2 separate regions of the Mus musculus genome follow, and region 1 is linked to region 2. The links are chromatin contacts, called in public HiChIP or PLAC-seq maps. All regions are on one chromosome and are shown on one strand. Each heading gives the region's core, a stretch centred on a gene start, on an enhancer-like site or on the middle of the called end of the contact. The rest is flanking DNA. Distances are from core to core; before and after follow the strand shown.

Region 1 (4,214 bases), core at 901-3,400, 89 kb after region 2:
TATAAGGGATGCACAAATAAACTCTGTGCAGAGCCACAAGGAATTAATCTTCCTTTTTCTTAAAATATCTTCCGTGTATGCTTTACCCGTGTGTATGTGTAACATATGTGGATATATAAGTATCCTCTGCACTCTGGACATGGGTCTCTTTATGCACCCAGAGAGAAAAGATTGTCTTTTTATTTTGTTTACATCCTCACGATATGGTAGTTACACCTCAAAACAGAAACTAAACAACAACAAAAAAAAAGTAACATCATAAATAACCATCTGATTTCGAGCTCCCATTACTTTGCCCTGATTGTCCAAACATGTCTTCATGACTTCTATTTCTCCCCTCCCTAAACTAGTATCCAAACAGGATTTATGCATTACATTTGGTTGGTATGTTGAACCAACATTCCTAATAAGCAGTTTTCACGAGCTAAAATCATCTCCAAATTGGAGTGAGCCAGCCCTTTCCAGCTGAAGCAGCTGCTAGGGGCTGGCCAGCAAGGTCTCATGGGAACATGTGTGCCTTCCTTCTGATGTGCACATACCAATCAGCAGGAGGGACTGGAGACCCTGTGCCAAGATAGAGAGGCTCATAGAGCAGGCAGAGGCAGAACTATTTAGGTGGGTTTTGTTGTTGTTGTTGTTGTTGTTGTTTTGTTTTGCTTTTTGCCTGAAAGGTTGTGGATTCCAAGAGACTGCAAACCAGAGACCTGGAGTCTGTGACCAGTTTCTAAAGAGAATGAGAGCTGCCGCCGGAGGACTTGGGAAGAGCCTGGAGTGTGAGCTTAGGGTCACCTTGGCAATAGGAGACATTGCTAGAAGGTTTGAGGGCCACTATGTGCAATAGAATCAGAGCTAGGACCACCTCCTTGGGTTCCAAAGTGCTCAAGCTGTGTGCTTTCACTTGGACCTCTTTTTTGATGTTTCTCATTCCATGTTTTTTTAGTGGTAGCTTTTTGAGAATGGACTTGCTCTTCAGATGGATATTTAAAGTTGTCCCCTCATCATCTGATTACACAGCCCCTGGCAGTTAGAAATCATTAAGATGCTCGGCAGGACGTGGTGCCTGTTCTCTGCCCTGGCCTTTGTTATGTGTTATATCTCCTCTGCTGCTTCCTTCCCTGATGGACCATGTGTTGTCTATGTGCAGCCTCAGTGGGGATGCAGTGACAGCCACACTGCAGTGAAGATGCTCTTGGGATATGTTTCAGTGATCCAGAGTTCTCAGCTCTGTGATCAGGCAGTATACTGTGGGGGTGCAGGGAAGAGGGAGAGGGGGAGAGAGGGGAAGGGGGAAGGAGAGGGAGAGGGAGGGAGAGAGAGTGCGAAGATATGATGATGTGTTTTCTAAGAGGTTAGCGCTAGGAAGCTACTGGAAGGTAGAGTATTTACTTAGTAAATAGTCCCTGGTGTTTATGATGCCGCTGTGCTTTTTAAATCCCTTTGTAAATAATTCACCTTACTTTCTTATAAACCAAGTGGAGAAAGTCTCCTTTTCTTACTTACCTCACATTTGAAGAAACCGAGGATTAGACTGATGAAGTGACTTGTCCCAAGTCATATGGGATGAATACATCAGGTAATTTGGCTTAAGTCCACTGCCAGACATCTCACTTTAGCTGAAGAAGGGCTAGATGGGCACCCTATGATCAGGGAAGTCACTGATAACTGCTGAACTCAGAGCCTCTTCCTGGGAACATTGCTAAGGCTGTACAGGATTCACAGACAATAGAGGGCTTGTCCCTTAGTTGCTCTGAGGGAGGCAGACATCTTTGTCATTCTTAGGGTTGCAGTTTCTCACCCTGTTAGTTAACCTTTTCCCCTGACAATCCTCTAAAATGTTCCAGGGCTCAACTGAGCTACCAAGGTACTGAAAGAACTGAGAAGGCTCTTGGAGGATGCCCTGAGGCTACCATTCTTTTTCATAACTTGACTCCTGAAGGTCTCAGCCCAAAAGGAAGGCTGAGCTAGTGGTGGGCTCAGCAGTGTGGTTGCCTGAGCCACATTAGGGTCTGCTGGGCTCTTCTGCAAAGTTGGAACTGAGCTATCAGCTCCTACCGTTGTGGACTTCTCTCTTGACAGGGAGCATTTGGTGGTGTTTAACAGTGTTGTTTGGTGGTTTGAACTGTTGCCCAGGGCTTGTCTTTACACGTTAACAGAGCTGAAACAGGGCCATGATCGGAGCAGCCTTCCAGAGTTGAGAGCTAACTCAGTGGAGCATTCCTTCTACAGAGCAAGTCTTCCCCAAGCTCTAACACTACCTGCAAGTGAGATGGGTAAGCAAAGTGAAACTGGAAGGTGCTCTTCCCCTTCACCCCTTGGTGAAAGAGAAGCCTGGGGGAGAGAAGAGCTGCTGTGGGAGATCCAAAGAGTATGGACCAATGCCAAGCCAAAAGAGACAGAGAACAGGAGGCAGAGCCAGGAGGTGCCAAGGAGCCAAAGAACAGTTTATGCTCTGGAGAATCTCAAGTGTAAAACAGACTAGTGGTACCTACTCAGAAGTACCTGGGTGGTGCATAAATTATCATTAAACAAGCCAGAGTGAAGCCATTCAACACAGTGGGGTACTTCTGTGACCTTCAGCCAGCTGTTGGGGTGTTACAGCATTAGCACCACCTCAGGCTTTGAACTTCACTGGGAGTCCAGCAGAGGCAGTGGGTGTGCAAACAATCAGACTCCTTAGACCATGTGACCTCTTAGCACAGGGGAGTCAGCCTCTCCTACTAGCTATGGACATTAAAGGGCTTAAAGCGTGGCAAGAGAAATTGAGAGTGGAAGGGACTTGCTCTTGTTAACTGAATGCCATGTACCAGAAACTCTGTATCTCTCTGTATTCATTGCACGCCCACTATGCATGTTAGACTATTACCACCTAGTTCAAGGAGGTTCAGAGAAGGCAAAGACTTCTCTCAAATCTGATCACGTCTAGCCTTAGAAACACATTCCTCAGACCTGGTGGATCCCTGGGCCAGGCAGTGGTATCCCATACCTTTATTCCTAGCACTTGTGAGACAGAGGCTGGTGGATTCAGACCTCTATGAGTTCAAGGCCAGCCTGGTGTATAGAGCAAGCTTCAGGATTGTCAAGGCTTCACAGAGAAACCCTGTCTCAAAAAAAAAAAGTAACAAGGAAAAAAGAAAGAGAGAGGGAGGGAGGGAGGGAGGGAGGAGAGGAAGGGAGGGAGGAGGGAGGGAGGGAGGGGAGGAAGGAAGGAAGGAAGGAAGGAAGGAAGGAAGGAAGGAAGGAAGGAAGGAAGGAAGGAAGGAAGGAAGATAGGGGGAAGGAGGGAGGGAGAATGGAAGGAAGAAAGGAAAGAAAGAGGAAATACATCCCTCATTGATTTAATCCCCACCCATACACACCTGAGTCCTCCTTTAAATTTTCTAAACACTCTTAGAAAACTCTATGACGTGTGCAGGTGCCACTACTACAGTACCATTCATCTATGTTTATTCCTAATACCAAGTTCCAGCCTTTTTATATTTTCTGCTTTTTTAGGATGAGAGCCTCACAAAAGACTTGCCTCTGTGGCTTGTTTAAAAAAATAACATCACCACATACATGCTTGTGAGTCATGTGTGCATGTGCGCCTGTATACACACAAACATACACACACACACATTATCCCCCATAGACAACACTTTGCAAATTAGGCAAAGAAAGACCAAAGGGATTGCTTAATACTTCCCATTTATTCTGTTCAACAACAAAGTACTTTAAAAACCCCACGCAATTACACTGTTATTTTATGATTGTGCTGTAGTGAGCTTCAAACAAATCAGATCCCATCAAGCACCTCTGTTTTGCCTGTAAGTCATTTCCCAGTAGGCAATGCTGCCTCGAAAATGCTGAGTGCTGGAAAGCACAGCCCTTTCTAATCCACTGGCCTTTGCTCCAATGGGCCTCTCTCTCTCATCACCCTGTGTTTTTCTTTTTACCAGCCACTATTTCTCATATCTTTTTGCATAGAAAAAGTAGAGGCAGGCCGAGGCTGTAACTCAGTTGGTAGACTGCCTGCTTAATGGGCACAAACCCCCAAGGTCAGTCCCCAACATTTCTTCAGGTGGGCTTGTTGGTACATGCCTGAAAATCCAACACTTGGAGCTAGAGACAGGAAGATCAGAAGTCCAAGGCCATCCCAGATTGAGAAGAGCCTGTGATAGCTTCCTGGGGGAGGGAGTGGGGGGAAAGGAAGAAGGGAAGGAGGGAGAAGATAACAA
Region 2 (4,359 bases), core at 1,676-4,175:
GCTTCTGCATAGACAGGGCTGTAGAAATAGCACAAACCATTTTTATTTTCCCTTTAGAGTTTCTGACTTCTGAAAAGACTGTTGATTGTGTTGCTTCACAGCAGTCCCCTCTACACACACACACACACACTCACACACACACTCACACACACACACACTCACACACACACTCACACACACACTCACACACACACACACACTCACACACACACTCACACACACCCATACACACAAAAGCACCACTAACACCGCTGTCTGCTCTTCAGGCAAAATAATATCTAGTTCTTTTGTTGTTTTTGATCTCTAAATGTGTTTCTATACCATGATGGCCTTGGTGTGTGGCCAGGATCTGTTTATGGGATTTTCTGTCCCATTCCATCGTGGGGTCCATGAGGACAGAGGCCAAGAGTCACTGGGTAAAAGCATGAAGGAGGCCACCCTGATGGCTGCATGAGCTTCCACTTTGATTGACCTCCGGCTGGTTCTATCACTCCAAGAGCCCCAGACCTCAAGCAAGGTGTCTGTTTTCTTATCTGTAAAATGCATTAACAAATCCTCTTGGAATCCTCATGGGAAGTAGAGAAAAGTGGATTTGAGAAACCCTGAAACTATTCAGAGGCTCTGAGAAGGAGAGGCAGGAATGAATAAGCCACATGATGAGAAGCTGGGATATCAGGATGTGGCCAGGGTAAATTTGGGCAGGTTAGCACAGTGCTGACAGTAAAGTCTTGGAGTAGGATGGAATAAAGAGTTCTTTTCCACAGTTCTGCCCCTACCCCTCAAACCTCCCCAATACACACACACACACACACACACACACACACACACACACACACACACCAGTGCCATGTAAGCTCCCTTTCCTGGAAAGTATTCTTGTTTGATCCAGACTTGTAGACTTGTAGATTGGAGAGCTTGCTAATTCAAGGTAGAACACAGGTTGTTACTGGTTTTAACAGCACAGCATTAACGGTTGTCCTTGCTCTTCCTACCTGCACTGGACATCAGGAAAGTAACTGTCTTAGCAGCTGGGAAGGATGGAGAAGTCTATGCTCAGGGTAGCATTTACTTTCTTTGATGGAGGACCTCTTCCTCTAGGGCCATAAGGAAGGCTTGGCCATGACCCGCCACAGGGGGGAGCCCAAGAGACTGAGGCTAAGGATAGCAGAAGCTGGAGCAGGACAGAGACCTGCTGAGAACAGGTCATCTGTGTTCTAGGTGAGCGAGGGTAACCCTTGAAAGTCTAGTCTGTACCACTGAGGCCATAGAGGCAAGAGTGGGTAAAGGTGGTGATACACCTTGGAAAGCTGTGCAACCAGGCCTGGAGGATGAACTCAGCTTTCCCAGCTCATCTGCAAGCTATCCTGAGCAGAGCGGGGAGGAAGCAGGGGACTTGATGAAGCCCCTTGAAATAGCAATCTATCCCCATGGACACCCTAAATTCACTCATGAGGGGGAAGCAAGATTGCATTCCACTCAGAGCTGCTTCTTAATACTGATGAGTTGTAAGATGAGCATTAGCACAACATAAAAATTATGATCATGATAACAACAATAATAAAAAGGGTTTAAATTTGTACAGCACGTTATAGTTTGCAAAAATGCTTTCCCATTCATTAGCTTGTATGTGCATCATAATAGCCCCATGAGAAAGACAAGATGATGGCTGCTAGCCATTTTATGGGTGAAGAAAGGACTCAGAGGGCTCAGGGATAAAGTGACTGGTTAACAGCTGGTGGGAGGTGAGATCTTTACCCCAAGCTCGAGGCTCTTTGCCAAGCCTTCAGAGAAAGGCTTGGGCAGCCTTGCTCATTGCTCTGAGGTTATCACCAAAAGACAGAGTGGGAACCATCGGTGAAGGAAGCTCAAACTCAGAGTGACTTCTCCTAAGCCTCCCACTGTGTGATTTGGCTCATTGGATTTGAAACGCATCGCTGGATACCTCTACCACCACTGGTCAGAAATAAGCCAAGTCGGTAGCAGGGGTTCCAGAATTCAAGCTCCTCTGTTAGTAAATATTTGGGGAACCACACTGATAACTCCTTCAAAGACAAGTGTGCAATTCAACGTTCAGGAGCAAAGGAACAGGAAAGTGGAAGACCCCAAAGCTGCAAGACATCCAGAGAGGAACAACAGAGACACAAAAGAGGGATCGAGGAGAATAAGAAATCTGGTTAAGAAAGGGCAAGAAGGGGGAGCTAGAGGGATGGCTCAGAGGTTAAGATTGCTTGTTGCTCTCGCAGAGAACCTGGGTTCATTTCCTGGCATCCTCATGGTGGTTCACACGTATCCTTAACTCCTCTTTCAGGAGATCTGACTCCCTCTTCTGACCTTTGTGGGCACCAGGCACATAGGAACTCATACACATAAATAAATCTTTAAAAGAAAATGTAAAGAAAGGGCAGGAAGGATGACCATTAAAGAGGAGTGAAAAGGAAAAAAGAGGGGGAGAGATTAGTTTGAGAACAAAAGAAATCGGCACAGCCTTGGAGAAAAAGAAAGGGGGGTGGGAAGTTGCCTGGCTTTGAGTAACAAGGAAAGCATGTGTTTTAAAGAGGCGATTAAATATCTTATTCTCTTGTCCCTAAATGTAAATGTTTCTGTCTCCTTGGGAGTTAATCAGGCTTAAAGCAATTCTAAGCCTTAAGGGCTTGGCTTAACCGCAACAAAGAATGTGTCCAGCATGCTGACCTCTGTCGGGCCAGTATGTAAAGGCAGCAGAGAAAAGAGATTAAGGAGCTGCCCTCACACCGGCGGTGCAGCCACTCCTATCAAGGCATCTCCAGCCCCTACCCCCACCTCCACCACCCACTCCCCTGTCCCCAGCGGGCAGAAAGCTGACCCACAAACGCAGCTGTGAGTCAGGAGCCTTTTAAGCACGCTTCCACACCCTCTGCCCCTCTAACAGCTACCAGAGGAGACGGAAGGCTGAGAGAATCCCCATTGGCTGAGAGAGTGGTAGGCGGGGCATAACCCTCAGGGGTGGAGTCTCTGGCAACTGCTTGGCCTTCCGGGCCTGTGGTAGTGAGTATTATAGGAACTTCTCTAATCACAGATCCTGCTGTTTCTTCTGTTTGCTATTTATTGTATTTGTGGTTTTATTAAAATCCTGCTACATAATATATTGTTGTGATTTTTCTAGCTTAAAACAATTTGCAAGTCAGGAAATTGGAAAGAGCAGCGAAATGGCTGGTCTCTGCTTCTCAAAGTTTAGGTCTTCATACCTAAAAAAAACCAAAGTATGAAAACAGCTAGGAACTTCTTCACTCACATATCTGTGCAGCACATATGAACTATTGGCTGGAGTAAGGCACTAGAGGCTCTTTCTGTGGCATAGACTCCCTCATCTAACCATTGGCATCCTACAAACACAGCCAAATTCAAGGAAAAGAAGAACCAACACCCAGATCTTGATAGAGCTGGGGGTGAGGTAGAGGTAGTTTCCAATAGAACATGCCAGGAAGATGAACAGCTTTGAGAATGGCATTCTCCTTAAACCACTACACTTCTATCAGGTACCATTGTCCACCTAGGAATGAGGAGTCTGGTCTTTGAAGGATGAAGTAATGGATCCCCGTTTCATCAACTAACAGTAAGCAAAGGGAGAATTTCACCCCAGTTGCTCAAAGAATCCTGATTCCATATTGCTACAGGCAACTTGAAATGATAAAAAGGACTTCCTCTTGTGGCCCTTGCAGCCACACCGTATGTGGGACACTGTGCTGAACATACTTTGTTCTTTTCTTCACTGACCAAAAAAAAAAAAAAAAAAAAAAAATGCTATTATTTGTTGAGATTACTCTGTGCAAAGACTTGTTTTGTAGCTGGACTTTTCAGAGTCCAGGGTGTGTCTGTTTTATAACGGAGACTGGGGAGGGAAGCAGTCACTTGCTCAACCTCCCCATGTGACAAAGAGTGGCAGCTGGGAACCTGCCTTCTGTTTTCTGACCAGAGAAGATTGTCAGATGGTGCGCCATGCAGAGGCCATTGTTTGTAAACAGACAGTGTTGAGGGGGCCTGGGGCTCCTTTGCAGAGATATAAACTTTTCTAAGGAAGCCTGAGCAAAAACAGGACATAGAAGAAGACTTTTGTCTCACTTGCAGACTTTCCAGAGATAGGTGTGTGTGTGTGTGTGTGTGTGTGTGTGTGTGTGTGTGTGTGTTAAAATTGTGTGCATCTGTGTGCATGTTCCAAAGCCAGTGAAAACGACATTGGGTATCCTGTTCTACCACTCTTTGCTTTATATCTTTGAGGTAGGATCTCTCACTGGAGTTGAAGGAGGCTGTTAGCCAGGGAAGCCCCAGTAATCCTCTTCTCTCTGCTCCCATGAGGACACATGCGTGACCATGCCTTGCTTT

Evidence for each region. HiChIP or PLAC-seq counts read pairs in DNA pulled down with a chosen protein or histone mark.
Region 1: a contact with region 2 is called in an H3K27ac HiChIP or PLAC-seq map of embryonic stem cells, with 27 read pairs. The contact joins two enhancer-like sites. A contact is called at or near these places in 3 of 39 promoter capture datasets (the 3T3-L1 cell line, embryonic stem cells and liver), 2 of 484 Hi-C or Micro-C datasets (embryonic stem cells and uterus) and 1 of 115 datasets of contacts at active chromatin or transcription factors (embryonic stem cells).

The regions. Positions count from the first base shown.
Region 1 is chr7:96,240,386-96,244,599 of GRCm38.p6, forward strand. All of the region lies in intron 1 of Tenm4 (teneurin transmembrane protein 4), which reads left to right. Among named protein-coding and RNA genes, the nearest start is that of Mir708, 6.9 kb to the right of the region's middle. Within about 2 kb of position 2,151, at least 26 of the 459 cell types and tissues checked have an H3K27ac peak or open chromatin away from gene starts, as enhancers often do. A contact at or near this core is called in embryonic stem cells and uterus, where this site is marked.
Region 2 is chr7:96,150,331-96,154,689 of GRCm38.p6, forward strand. No RefSeq gene overlaps it. Among named protein-coding and RNA genes, the nearest start is that of Tenm4, 19 kb to the right of the region's middle. Within about 2 kb of position 2,926, at least 151 of the 459 cell types and tissues checked have an H3K27ac peak or open chromatin away from gene starts, as enhancers often do. A contact at or near this core is called in embryonic stem cells and uterus, where this site is marked.